Regions from separate parts of the Mus musculus genome. Here regions 1 and 3 are each linked to region 2. The links are chromatin contacts, called in public promoter capture Hi-C maps. All regions are on one chromosome and are shown on one strand. The core of a region is the stretch at or near the end of the contact, and the rest is flanking DNA. Distances in the headings are between cores, read along the strand shown. Region 1 holds the start of Hsd17b12 (hydroxysteroid (17-beta) dehydrogenase 12). Region 2 holds the start of Phf21a (PHD finger protein 21A). Region 3 holds the start of Ndufs3 (NADH:ubiquinone oxidoreductase core subunit S3).

Region 1 (4,295 bases), core at 1,404-3,903, 2.0 Mb after region 2:
TCAACTACTATGATAAAGACCATGACCAAAAACAACTTAGAGAAAGATCACAGACCATGGAAGAAAGTCAGAGTAGGATGCAAAGCAGGAACCTGGAGGCAGAAACTGAAGCAGAGGCCATGCAGGAATGCTCACTTGCTCTTCTTGACTAAGTGTTTTATACAGTCCAGGGTCCAGGGATGGTCCAGCCTACATCAATCCCTAATAGGCAGAATGCCCTCACAGACCTGCCTACAGGCCAATCTGATGAGTGCATTTTCTCAACTTAAATGTCCTCCTCCCAGATGACCCAGGCTTATGCCAAGTTGACAAAAACTGAACCACTACTAATTTCTACAGAATAAACTATTTAACTGTCTATAGAGAAGAAGATAAATTAACATCACGGACTGAAATTAGAGCACCCTAAGAATGCTTCCCACTAGCATGTATTTACAGATCACCCAGGAATGAGCACTCAAGATTGAGACAGCAATCCTGTAAGGGAGAAAACAATGCTGCCTACATATTAGCATTAACCCTACTATCCCAACTCTCCCCAGCTCAATGCCTAACCACAGCTTACCGGGACCCCAGGTGCTGCCTCTGCTAGTCTGTCTTCTACATAGTATGCTACTCCCACCCAACCGCTGCCAAGGAAGAACTCATCTGAATCCTAGTTCTGAAATATCTGAATTTGAAGAGTAAGAAAGTGTTTAAAGATGTAGGTTACATACATATGTTTATGAGTTACAAGTGAGGACTTAGTTTACATTTCCTCGGGGGAGGGGTGCTGTTTTATCTGGGGAGGTGCTATCTGTACCAAAGCATTCATGTGGAGAGAAGTCAGTCTCTCCTCTGTGGATAATCCTGAGCATGGAAATCAGGCTGTCAAGTGTAGGCCAGGTGCCGTTACCTGCTAAGCCATCTTGCTTATCATTTCTTTTGCTTAAGCATTAAAAAAAAAAAAAAAAAAAAAAAAAAAAAAACCAAAACCCCAAACAATTGACCCCAACTATACTTCACTTCCATATGACACCACAGTTCTCTTTCATATCCCAATGTTCTAGGTCAAATTTCTTTTCTAAATCTGCCAGAAATGCTTTCCTAATTTTTACCAGTTTCCCTTTGTCTGGATGGAGCCAAACCTACCTTGAACGTGGCAAACCCTTGACTTTCACTCTGCGTTTTAGACTGTGCAAACAATTTACAATAATAAAGCTAAAGCAACACTGGGCTTTCTTTGCAAGTTTCATTTTATTGGATAACTGATTTCCTATGGGATTACTGTTGCATTGACTTAAAAAAAAATAAAAATAAGCCAACAAACAACTTTTTCCAAGCTGACAACAAAGAAACTGACCAAGTCAATTGTGAAATTATATCATCTGAATCTTAATCACAGCGAGCACTTTTTCCCCCAGGGACTATGAAAAGTGATTTTGGAAAGTTGTATAAAATCACTGTTTGCCCCACATCAAGGAAAGGGGCTCACAAACTCATTTCTACTTGAAATATTTTCTCCTATTATTAGGGTGTTGTCCCAAAAGATTAACTGTCATGTCTTTTCTAAGTCGTTTAAATGTTCTTTAATGAACAGAACAAACCTGAAAAGTAACATGATTTCTGTCCTGTGTTTAGTCCGTAGGCAACCGCACCCCAATATTCTATAAAATGTTTGAGTCGTGAACAGTGAGTTACAAAACACCAGAGAGCCACACATACATCATGATTACATGGGTGTTTGTTTTAAAGCCCTTCTCTCAAAAAATAGAAACAAAGGTGAGAGGGCTGAACTAGGATTTTCTCAACTTCTCTGATACGACCTTCGTTCTCATTTTTAAAATCTGTCAACTGAAAAGAAGAAGGTTCGCGTGTTTTGGTCACTTTTTGTAAAGACATTTTCCGCAAACTCTTGCAAAAAGTACTGAATACGATAGGAAGACTTTGTTTTCCCAGAACAGCGCTTCTTAGTCATTGAAACTCCAGAATAATTTACCAAGATTTCCTCCGACACCGCCTCCACCTCCCCCCTCCCCAAAAGGACTTGTTAAATTACATGAAACAAACCCAATTCAAGTAACTGGAGAATCAAGTTTCCCAAGATCCTAACTTCTGAAATCGTTGTCCCTGCAACCCTTCTTCCTATCTTCACCTATGCTCTCATCCATAGCACAGGGCCAGTTTTCAAGCCAAGTGAAAAACTTTATTTTAAAAAATAAATAAACACTGCAAGGGACACAGCGGACAATGCGCCTGACTCCGGCCGCCTGCCCAGGAGGGCTCCAACAGGACAAGTCCGGGGAGTTAAGAAAGGTCTCCTCCGTGCCCACCAGGCAGCAGCAGGTCAGATCACCCACCCCGCCAGTGCGCTCAGGGTCTGGAGAAGTTTCCGCGCTCCAGAGCGGGCTCGCTGAGCGCGAGCGACAGGGGAACAAGGGCCACAGCGTGGTCGCGGCTTGTGGTTCCACTCACCTGCCCATTCTCCGAGTCGCGGACCGACCAAGGCCTCGTTGCCCACGCACCACACCTGGAAGGCCCTGAAGAGCGAGTACGAGGCTCGCAGGGCCAGGTAGGCAATGGTGCTCGCGCCCACCCAGTACAGGAAGCCGGCCGCCGGGGGAGCGCACTCCATGGCTCGTGACTAGGCCTCACTACTACGGTGAATGGGGAAGGAAAAAAAAAAAAAGAATGAATGGGACGAGGAGGCGGTGCCGCCGTGACGGCGAAGACGCAGCGAATAGACGTGATTTTTTGAACGCTTTAGGTCTAAGACCCGCCTACATAGTCATATCCATGTGTCTATTGGTGACTTCTCTTTCCTGTAAGCGTACTATGTCTCCTATTGGTTAGCCTTCGTTTCGTAGCCCCGCCCACAATCCCCTTCGGCGCGCTCAGAGCCGCATTTCCGTATTAAGACAGTGGCTCGCTCACAAGCCGCTCAACGTTTGGCTCCGCCCACAAGCTTTACCTCGCACCACCGAAGCGCAGGGATCTCTCATTGGCAGAGGCGGCCCTTACGACTGCGGAAGGCTGCGCGCTGATTGGCCAGTGATACCTAACTGGGTTTAGCTCACATTTCAGGAAGGAATGGAACCGGAAAGGGAAGAATATAGTAGAAGTCCGGGAGGAGCTGGAGTAGTGCTTGTGATTACGTCTTAGTAATAACCGCTTTCGGATTGTTAATTCCTCAGACTTTTCAGATGAAGGTTTACGGTTCCCCTTTGTCTGCAGAGCACGCTTTCGCTCCATTTTTTTGAATGACTGCCTTAGCTCCCACAATGAACTTTATACTTGTTCCCAATAATTCGGAATTCCAGAAAACTCTACTGTGTAGTAGCGTTAACAGTTGTAAGATGAATGAAAAGTATCCTACAAGAACAGAGCTTATGGAGCAATTCTGGGAAACTCAAATTTTTTTATTGGACCTGGTCCAGTAAAAACCAAAATCATTTTATTTTTGTTTTGTGGGAGGATATTAAAGAGATATTTGTGTCCTATACTTTTTACTGTAAGACAATCAAAACAATAAAATCAAAACAGGAACCGATTCACCCCCATCAAGGGACTTCATGCTGGGATAAAAGAAAACCTAAAACGTGGGCAAACACTTCCAGAACACCTTACAGGGGAGGCAATGAGGGGCCAGTGGTGAGCTGGCTGGACCACACTTTGACTTGCTTAGATTTATGTTACTCTGGCCCATTCTTAAACCATAACTGCACATCAGAACCTAAAACATGGCTTTGGTGGAAGGTACTGGGTCTCTTTATAACTTTTCCCAAATCTTTTTTTATTCTTTTCTTTTCCTGCTGTTCTGCACTATTAATTTGACTGTTTTAGCTGACTTAGGAAGGACAGGTGACCGAAACTCACTTGTTGATGCACAAGCTGTGGCCCTGACTCTGAAAACAGGCCTTATGCTTGAGCAGCAAATACTTTACCCACCAAGCAATCTCCCCTGCCCTGAAGGGAAGCTTTAAGGGGACACAAAAATCTGATCTCTGGAAGAGCATGGAAGTACTTCAGCGGACAGGGAGACAGACATAAAGTAAACAAATGGAGTCGCTGTTCAGGCTCTACTTAGAGGTCCAGGGGCTCATTCAATATCTCCACTCAAGCTCAATACATTTATTGTTTGTTTTTGTTTTGAGACAGGATGTCAAATATCCTAAGCTGCCTCTACCTCCCAAGGTTTGAGATTCCAGGTATGTGACACCATTTTTTTTTCTTACTTCAGTGCTGGGGATTGAACCCAGAGCTTTACACATGCTAGTCAAGTAGTGTATCAACTGAGCTACATTCTCCACTCAAGC
Region 2 (5,036 bases), core at 683-3,182:
TTGCTCTTTATCTGCAAAAACTGGACTTCATGCCTATGGGAGTTGCATGGTTAATCAATGCCTGGAAAATGCGTAGTGGCAGATGCTACAAAAGTGCTGAGCCTTAAAAACAAAACCACCCCCAGCCCCCATTTGTATTCCGTTGAGGTTGAGGTTTATTGTTATTTAACATAGGAAGGCTAACACTACGTTAAGTCCAGCGTGCAGCTCAGAACAGAGATCACTGTCCAGATGGGATTTTTTTTTTTAAGAGCTAAGATTTTTTTTTTTTTTTTACTTTTAAAAAAAATTGTGGTTGGGGGTTATTTTATAACCCAACAATTCACCCGTGCAAGAGCATTAAGCTTCAAGTTGAAAACTATCGATTTAATAATTTAAATGAACCTCCTCAATGATTAAAAAAAAAAAAAAAAGGCCCTCCCCGCTCAGCCAAGAAATCTCTGAAAACAAGAATTCTTCTGATGTCGTCCCCCCCAACCCCCGCCCCTGCAGTTCTCCATGTTACAGTCCTTGGAGGTGGACTAGGCATAAAATACTTTCACTAATAAAATATGACAAACCGCCGGATTATACGTGGCCGATTCCCAGTGATTGCCCTGCTACACAAAGCAGAAAAGTAAATGCCATCATCCCCCTTAGAACAAAAGAACTTAGGAATAAAAAACATGGAGAGGGGGGCAGAAAGCAGCAATAAATAAAGGTGAGCGAAGGACCCCGTCCCCCGCCCCTCCCCGGAGCTAGAGTGGGACTCGGCACGGCTAATAAAGTGGTTCAAGGGTAGTTATTTGCAAAGGGGGCGGGGTGGCCGGGGATTGCATGTTGCATTCGACTTGAGCTTGCATCTTCTCCTGTTGCCTGGACCACTCGCTCCCCCATTGCAGTGCTTCCTCCTCGCTCCTGCCTCCTTTCCACCCCCACCCCTGCAAACTGCTGTTGCACTGGAGGGAGTTGGGGTTGCTCGGGAGCCCCCCAGCAGCTCTCAACGGCGGGAGGGGACCGGGGCTCGGGCCTGGCCGGGGCTGCGACGCGGCGGCGGGCCGGGAGTTTGGCGGCCGCTCGGCCCCAGCGCCGCCGCCGCCGCTGCACCGGAGTTTGGCTGCTGCTGCCCTACTTCACTCTAGTTTAGTTTCACTCACTTTACATCCGGGTTTTTTCCCTAGGCAATGGGTGCCGCAGCACACCCCGTTCCTTAGGCAAAGTGAAATAAATTCGCCGCACCGACACGTCAAGTAGTCCGCCCGCCCGAGCGCCGCCGCGGGCCCCCGCCGCCGCCCCGTGCCCCCGTGGGGGTCCCCGGCGCCTCCCGCGAGCGACGGGCTCGCACGCAGGGGCGCGGGGCGGCCCGGGACCGTCGCGGTCCAGCTCCGCCCGGCCCCCCGCCCGCCCGCCCGCTCTTCCCTCGTCCCCGCTTCCCCAGCTCCAGTCCCTCTCGCCCGGCTCTCGGGAGCGGCGGGGGCGCGCACGGCGGCGGCGGCGGGCCGGCGGGGCCGCGCGGCGGGCTCCCGCGCGGGCGAGTGTGTCTGGGCCTGGGCGGAGGGATCCCCGGGCTGAGGCGGCGGAGGTGCTGCGGCCCGGGGCCGGGTGGTGAATGGGCTGGTGGTGCTCGCTGCTGCTGCTGAGAGGAGGAGGAGGAGGATGAAGAGTTGGGCTTGTTTGTCTCCCACAGTTTCTCTCCTGCTGCTCTGATTCCTCCCTCCCCATTCCGGCCCGGGGCCTGTGTGTGTCTCTCCTGGAGGAGGAGGAGGCTCCAGTTCCTCCCCCCCACCCCCTCCTCCCCACCCCCCCTTGCCTGGGGAAGAGGAGGAAAGAAACAGCCCAGAGAGAGAGAGAGAGAGAGAGAGAGAGAAAGAGAGAGAGTGTGAGTGAGTGAGAGAGAGGAGAGGAGGAGGAGGAGGGAGAAGGGAACAACCTACCATCTTAACACACTAATATCTAAAAAGTGCGAGAGGCCCAGAGCAGCAGCAGCAGAAGCAGCAGCGGCAGCTCCAGCCTCTTCCCTCCCTCCCCATGAAGAAGAGTTCCCTCCTCCTCCTCCTCCTGCTTCTCCTGCTCAGAGTTCCTGCCTCCAGCTGCCAGGGGGGACAGCCAGCCAGCAGCAGGAGGGTGCAGTATCCCAGCTTTTTCCATTCTCTCTTTTCCTCACTCTCTCTCTCTCTCTCTCTCTCTCTCTTTTTTTCTTGAGTAGCTCTATTTCTCCTCCCTCCCCCTTCCCCCCCTCCCTCTCTCCCTCTGTCTTGTCTCTGGTGTTTGTCTCTGGGAAGGAGCAGGGGCTGCTTGCTTGGAGTTTGTTGTGGGGGGGAGGTAGGGGGAGGGGAGGGGTGTGTGGGAGGGAGGAGGGAAAGGGGGTGTTCTTGTCAGGACCCCTCAGTCAACTTGAGATTTCAGCAATAACTTCCCCTTCGGGGCGCCCCCCTGCGTGCCCTTTTCCTATTCCTCTCCCCCCCCCCTCCAGGAAAAAAAAAAAGACAATGGGAATACCTCGTCTCCCCCCTTCCTCCCCTCTGCCCTCCACCCCTCCCTAGGATAGATTGGAAGTAAGTTTATGAGCAGCCTCGGGAGCCTGGGCGCTGAGTACAGGGCCAGAGCGGGTGACAGGGGCGGCGCGTCGGGGGTGGCGGCGAGGGGGCGACACAGAGTCCCCGTGGGGGGTCGGGCTGGGGGGCCGCAGGGGCGGGGGGCGCGGGCCGAGGCCGCCCCCCGCGAGTGCCTGCGGCCAGGGGATGGCCGCCTGGGCCCCTTCCCCACCCCCACCCCCTGGGATGCTGTCGGGGGGAAGTTTTTATTATGGTTATTTAATTTTAAAAAATATTTTTTTGGGAAAACCATCTTGTTTGGTGACTGAGAGATCTGGTTTAAAAAAAAAAAAAAAAAGCTGCGGCTGCTGACGCTGCCGGGCCCGAGTGTGTGTGAGTGAGTGTGTGTTGGTGCATTTGTCTTGGGTGGCCGGAGCAGCGTTGGGGAAATTCCGCTTATTCTTCTTCTTCTGCAACTTGTTATTCCGAGGAGTCCGCCTGCACCCCTCACCCTGGGGCGGCCCTCCCGCCGTCGCCGCCGGCCGGCCGCCCCGGGACCCCGCGCGGGCCGGGGACTCGCAGGCCCCTCAGAGAGGGGCCGCGGCCGCCCCTCCCCCCCGGGCCGCGGGGGGAGGGGCGCGCGGAGTGGGACTCTTTCCGTTTGGTCCAGCCCCGCGGTGCACGCAGTTCCCAACACTTCTCGTCATCCTCTCTCTGCTCTCTTTATTCTGCTGAGCGGTGCTGTTAGGATTTCTTTCTCTCTCTCTCTTCGCTCGCTCTCTTTTTTTTCCTACCTCCTCTTCCTCCCTTGACCACGCTCGCAATGGTGGGTAGCTGCAAGGTGGCCCTGGCAGGGGAGGGGTTTGATGTGGACACTGGGGCACCGGGCGAGAGAGGTCTCCTTTCAACTTTGTCTTGTGGCTTGCACCCCGGGAGGAGGCCACATGCCGATTGTGGGGTGTAGATGTGCCGGGAGTGATTTCTAAGTAGTTGAGTTGTTGAGATGAGGGTACGACGGCTAGTGGTAGACAGGTTTTGTTTTCGTGGGTGAATTCGGTGTCATCATATTCCGGTCATATGTTGAAATATTCTTTGTTTAGGTCTTGAAGTAGAGGATCTCCCTCTGCACGTCCACATTGTGTTGTTTTTAAATGATGTTTCCGGGAGTATGGATTTCTAGAATCACAAATGTGATTTTAAGGTCTCGGCATGTGTGGGCCTCAGCACTGGCCTTGACAGTGAACTTTATGGCTGTGTTTTTGGACTTCTAAGATTTTATCCCATGGCTGGGATGCTCGTTATGCTTTTTCTTAATGGTAGATAATCAGGAATGTAGAGTCTTGAGCTGAGGAAGTTAGAGAGGGAAGGGCATTTATTTATTAATAATTGATAGCTGAGTGTTAGAATCAGATTCATTTGGGCTGGTTGAAGGTTTTTGGTTGTTGTTTTTCCTCCCTTTTTTCTTTAAAGTTGTCCTGTACTCCAGGGAGCCTTTTGGCAGGCATTCTTTCTGGTGGCTCTTTGGGGGCACGGAGAGGGTGGGTATCACCTTTTAGAGAGGCCGTCACCATCATCTGTAGTTTTACTGAAGGCAGGCCTGCTCAGGAGGCTGATATTGAGGCTAAGAAGTGGAGGGCCACTTTTCAGAAAAGTATTTATGATGCTTGTTTACATTTCATGTTTGCTCACATTTGGGCAGTAGAAATAAATAGGTCAGCATTTCTATTGGTCTTTGAAGGTTAGCCCCCCCCCACCCCCTCAAAGTTTTACCATCTACTTGGTTTACAGCCTTGTAGGAAAGAATTACTGATTTTTCCCTGGGAATACTGTTACTTATTTTAATTTCGGTAAGTTCCTTGCTATTTTCTTCTGTCTTCACTTATATATGGAATCTGTTGTGAGCTTAACATTAGCTTACCGAGGGCCATTTTAAATGTCTAAGAATACATTTTAAAATCTCAGGGCATGTTTTAGTGGCAAAGAGGAATTTTTTGAATGTGGTAATGCTCATGTTTATTAAGAATTTCAGTACTCAGCACTTCATATGTGTACAGCTATCCTTGAGGGAAGGACGTAGCAACAGTGCAGGAAATCCTCACCACACACACATTTGACTAACATGTTCAAACTATTTCAGGGCTTTTCTCTTTCTTGAGACTTTTGATTTTGGAAACTCAATATGTACATTTTGACTGACATTGCTGGGTTGCCTATTATAGAAAGTTTTTTTTTTTTTCCTTATGTACTATTGGAGCCATTTTTAACTTAAGTTTTTGGACAGCTCACAAAGGTTTATGGTGGTCACACTTTGGACGCACGCAAATCCTTATGGAGCTGGAAGAATAATACATTGCGAAGACACCTGCCTGGGCCGTACCTTGTTGTAAAGGGATAAAAAGTGATGGATGGGACACCGTGTCCTTTGGTTTTCAATGGCCCACCCTTTTTCCTCTTCAATTATCTGGAAGGAGCTGCTTCAGAAACACTCTTCTGTTTACAAGAAGATCTCTAGCACTATCCAGC
Region 3 (4,905 bases), core at 209-2,708, 1.3 Mb before region 2:
AGGATCTTAAGAGGCATAGGTGTAAAGTACCTTCCAGGAATTAGGAAGTGTTTAAAACTCAGGGAGAAGGGAGTGGAGAGATGGCTCAGTGGTTAAGAGCACTAACTGCTCTTCCAGAGGTCCTGAGTTCGATTCCTAGCAACCACATGGGACCCGATTCTCTACTCTGCTGTGTCTGAAGACAGCTGCAGTATATTCACATACATAAAAAAATAAAAATATCTTTAAAAAAAAAGAAAAAGAAAAAACTCAGAGTGCAACACCATTTCTCTTTCTCGGTCCATACACTCTTGTTACTGTGTTGGGCAATCTTTGCTTCTTTTCTCCACTGTTCCACAGCTGTTCCTCACTTCCTGTACTCATGGTAACAATGCAACAGTGGCAGCTCCTCTCTCAGACTCAGAGCTCTTTAAGGATGGAAACCAGACTTCTGTTTCTCTTTCCCTTCTTGGTACTTGTTTATACCAAGTTCTTAATCAGAGAACTTCAGGGCTGAAGGACCCTGAAAGATTACCTCATTGCCCATACTCTATCCCCTGTCACTTTGTGTAATAGATGTCCTGGAATGAAAAGAAGCTTTCTATTTCCCAGTGTGATTCTGTTGACTGAACATAAAATCACCACAGGGTCATTCAAGTACTTGAGCACCCACACATCACAGAATCAAGGATTAAGTATTTTCTGCACTTGGAAACAGACCTGCTTTGTCGTTCACTGGAACTGTGACTGAATAATTTAATTATCTGGACCGCTTCATGATCTACATCTATATGGACAGTAAAACGTTATGCGTCTCATCAGGCTCTTATGAAGTCCAAGGTGCCTAGTAAATACTAAATTGATGTGAGCTACAATTATTTTGGACTTTGAGTCTCAAAAGTTTTTGTTACCTGCGCTCAAAGACAATTTCATCGGAGGACAAAAAAAAAAATCAAATCCTGATAACGAGCAAAAGGCGATCAAGATCAGAAGGGAACAAATATCTAGGGCACAGGAAGTGCTCGATTCTAACAGCAAAGTGGAGACCATAGCAATCTCCAAGGACAAGCAGAGATTTGCCAGGAGGGAAGGACATTCCAAGGCAAGGACAAACATCTGACAGAAACAACGAAAGGCCCCAGCTAACGTTGGGGGAAAAAGCGCCATCCGCACATACTCACGGCGCTTGTCAGCCGCCGCGCTCTCCCTTCTTACGTGCTGCCACAGCACGGAGGGTCGCCCAGCCCCTGCACAGGGAGAGAAAAGGCACAAAGGCGCGGGTGAGACTCGGGGAGGTCTCCGTGCTGCCCGTGGTCTCAACCTGCTGCTGTTCCTTGCTCACCCCTGCCTACGGAAGCGGCCCCCAAGAGCCCACGACACCAGACCCTGGCTGCAGCCGCCGCCATGTTCCTTAGTGTGCCGACTAAGTAGCCGGAGAACACACGCAGGCCACGGAGCCCCAAGGGCACGGACCGGAAGTGGAAATGTGCAGTGACTCTTCTTCCGGGCGGACGCGGGGCGGGAAGCAGAGGTTCCGGATCTGAGCCCTGGCATGAAAGGAGGTATCGCAGGTAAGAAAGACCCGCAGGTGGGGAAACCGTGAGGTGTACGTAGCCCTATCTCGGTACAGCGGAGGCCGAAGAGAAGAAGACGCAACGAACCGCACCGGTGAGAGAAAGGGAAAGGGTGGGCGTTCTGGGTTCTAAGTTCTACACCGCGCCGGCTCTTGAGCTAAGCTTTTTTAATGGGGGGCGGGGTGGGGGGGGGAGACGATGGACGGTTTCCTTGGAGACCGTTTCCTAGGCGACTCCAGGTGGCACGGTCAGATTGCACAGGGTTATGGACTTCCTTGTGCCCCCGGCCGGGGACGGCTGGGCTCTCAAGGGCTTCTTTAAGAACTCACTGGAGCGAGAGGTAAGTAAGAAACAGCAGCTTAGAAAAGAGTAAAAGTGGAAGTCCAGGCCCAAGCCTCAGTATTGGGGGGTCTGCACTCTTATGTCCAGGCAAAGAGGGAATGTAACAACAATACCTGGATGTCTTAGTTTGGCCTAATTATGCTTCTCCAGAGTCTCATTAGTTGTATATCCAAATTATTTGGTTTTAAGATCATAGGCTTCCTCCTTCGTCTTTTTCATGAGCTAACCTAAGTCCCAAGTCTTTTGTTACATCACGATCAGGAATATCCAATTTTACCTCAAGGAAAAACAACAGAGTTGGAACTTTTAATTGAATTCATTGGAGGAGAGGCCCCACTGCAGGAAAACTGGAGGAATGGCATAGGCCACATTGGCAAGACCAGGAATAAGGCCATTCTGGACCCACTTTGCTCCAGTGTCTCCCTTCTCCCTGTCTTGACTTGGACAGTTGGATTCATGGACTGTGTCTGTGAATTACCCAAATACTTAGGGTGATATTGCTTTGCAGATAGTTGGCAAAGAGAGAAGTTGGCTACCATGGAGTCACCAGAGGAGCCTGGAGCATCCATGGATGAAAACTACTTTGTGAACTATACTTTCAAAGACCGGTCTCACTCAGGCCGAGTGGCTCAGGGCATCATGAAACTGTGTTTAGAGGAGGAGCTCTTTGCTGATGTCACCATTTCAGTGGAAGGCCGAGAGTTTCAGCTGCACCGGCTGGTCCTGTCAGCTCAGAGCTGCTTCTTCCGATCCATGTTCACATCCAACCTGAAGGAGGCTCACAACCGGGTGATTGTGCTGCAGGATGTCAGCGAGTCTGTTTTCCAGCTCCTAGTTGACTATATATACCATGGGACTGTGAAACTTCGAGCTGATGAGCTGCAGGAAATTTACGAGGTGTCAGACATGTATCAGCTGACATCTCTCTTTGAGGAGTGTTCTCGGTTTCTGGCACGCACGGTACAGGTGGGCAACTGCCTGCAGGTGATGTGGCTTGCAGATAGACACAGTGACCCCGAGCTCTACACTGCTGCCAAGCACTGTGCCAAGACCCACCTGGCCCAGCTGCAGAGCACAGAGGAGTTCCTCCACTTGCCCCACCATCTACTCACTGATATCATCTCAGGTAAGCTCACGAAAGGGCTTACCACACCTAACTGGGCAAGAGTCATGTTCAGCAGATGGTCTGGCTCAGGAGAACCCCAACTTTATGTGACTAACTGTTGTTAGTTTATATTATAATTCCCTTTCTGGTAGATTTTAGATTGAGGTTGATGTTCGGTGTTGAGAGTCAGCATAGCTACTGTCAGACAGTACAGTACAGTAACTAAAGAATAAAAAGCTGCATCACTTTTCCACAAAAGGAAATAAGAAGTGCCTGATGTTTTCATCTGCCCTGTATCTTGATGGTATGCAGGACTTAAATGAATTGATGAAGATGAATCAGTATATCTAAAATAGCTAGGGATGGTGGCCCATGCCTTCAATCCCAGCATGTGGGAGACAGAGGCAGAAGCAAGCAGATCTCTTGTGAGTTCTAGGACAGCCAGGTCTACAGAATGAGTTCTAGGACAGCCAGAGATACACAGAAAACCCTGTCTCAAAAAAAAAAAAAAAAAAAAAACCCAAACCAAACCAAAAAAAAAAATCTAAAATAGGAAACATTTGGGTAATAGCCATAGGTAACCAGTGAAGTGGAACTATACTTTAGATGTGTACTCTATAGCCTGAAAGGTGACTACGATGGCATATTGTGCAATCCACTCTGCTTTTAAAAAGCAAGGCAGGGCTAGTAGTATGACTCAGTGATGTAGTGTTTCTATGGTGTATATGAGTTTCTGGGTTTGGTCCCAGCACTGCAAAATGGTAGTGCTGGGGCAATTTCAAGTTAACGTCATATTTATGTGTGCATAAAGATACATATAATGGTGGTCTAATAAAATGGTTCAAGTCCTTTTTTCTTTTTTTGAGACAGTGTCTCTTTATATAGCCCTGACTGCATGTAACTCACTATGTAAACCAGGCTGGCCTTAAACTCAGAGATAAGCCTACCTCCACCTCCGCCTCCCAAATGCTAGGATTAAAGGCATGCTCTACTACAGCCAGCTGTGGTGCAAGTCTTAAGAGCCCCTTTAAGATTGCCATTCATGAGACTGGATAGATTGCTTAGTGGTTAAAACCACTTGTTGCTCTTACAATTAAACTACCAAGGACCATGGTTTAATTCCCACCAGGAACGCCAGTTACAGGGCATCTGATGATGGATACCAAGCATACATGTGGTATACAGATATATGCAGACAAAACACAACACACACAAAATATTTTTTTAAAATCACTAAAAACGCAGTAATATTGCCACTATGTTCTTCCTTTGGCTCTCACAGATGGGGTTCCATGTTCCCAGAACCCAACAGAGGCAATAGAAGCTTGGATCAATTTCAATAAAGAGGAAAGAGAGGCTTTTGCCGAGTCACTAAGGACTAGCTTGAAGGTAAGGCACATTTGATTCTTAAGGGTTGGCATAATGTCTCTGCATTCCTCAGTGGCCCTCAGTGGCCTTCTCTCTATTTTGGCAGGGGGAAATGTGTATCTTTTGGTATGTGTGTAGGAGTCCACTGTGTGGGTCACAAGGATCAAGCTCAGGTCCTCAGGCTTGGGGCAAGCGGCTTTACTGCTGAACCGTCTCACTGGCCGTGTGTGTGTGTGTGTGTGTGTGTGTGTGTGTGTGTGTGTGTGTGTGTGTATAGAGGTATGGATCAGACAGTAAGCTATCAGAGGTCTTCCTCTGCCACGCTTTTCCTTATTGCCTTGAGTGTCTCTTAACTGAAGTTTACCATTGGCTAGAATGGCTCACCAGTCAACAAATACCCAGGCTCAATTTGTCTCTGCTCCCTCCAAACTCCCTACAAGCATGTCCAACCATGTCCAACTTATTACATAGATGCTAGAGATTTTGTAGGGATGCTCAGGTCTTCATTCCTGTACAGCAAGTGCCCTTAGCCCCCTG

Evidence for each region. Promoter capture Hi-C pulls out the DNA fragments that hold promoters and counts their contacts.
Region 1: a contact with region 2 is called in a promoter capture Hi-C map of pre-B cells, with 3 times the contacts expected there. The contact joins the promoter of Hsd17b12 here to the promoter of Phf21a in region 2. A contact is called at or near these places in 2 of 39 promoter capture datasets (cranial neural crest and pre-B cells) and 1 of 484 Hi-C or Micro-C datasets (B cells).
Region 3: a promoter capture Hi-C map of pre-B cells shows a contact between it and region 2, with 4 times the contacts expected there. The contact joins the promoter of Ndufs3 here to the promoter of Phf21a in region 2. A contact is called at or near these places in 1 of 39 promoter capture datasets (pre-B cells) and 1 of 9 other capture datasets (macrophages).

What each region holds. Positions count from the first base shown.
Region 1 is chr2:94,155,256-94,159,550 of GRCm38.p6, forward strand. Hsd17b12 (hydroxysteroid (17-beta) dehydrogenase 12) reads right to left here and starts at 2,654. Exons shown (of 11, transcript NM_019657.4): 1 at 2,455-2,654. The coding sequence starts at 2,614. Gm39885 (a long non-coding RNA gene) reads left to right here and starts at 2,909. Exons shown (of 3, transcript XR_866573.3): 1 at 2,909-4,187.
Region 2 is chr2:92,182,250-92,187,285 of GRCm38.p6, forward strand. It overlaps Phf21a (PHD finger protein 21A), which reads left to right and starts at 1,933. Exons shown (of 19, transcript NM_001362829.1): 1 at 1,933-2,103.
Region 3 is chr2:90,903,263-90,908,167 of GRCm38.p6, forward strand. Ndufs3 (NADH:ubiquinone oxidoreductase core subunit S3) reads right to left here and starts at 1,459. Exons shown (of 7, transcript NM_026688.3): 1 at 1,322-1,459; 2 at 1,161-1,226. The coding sequence starts at 1,385. Kbtbd4 (kelch repeat and BTB (POZ) domain containing 4) reads left to right here and starts at 1,478. Exons shown (of 4, transcript NM_025991.4): 1 at 1,478-1,647; 2 at 2,404-3,021; 3 at 4,283-4,389. The coding sequence starts at 2,433.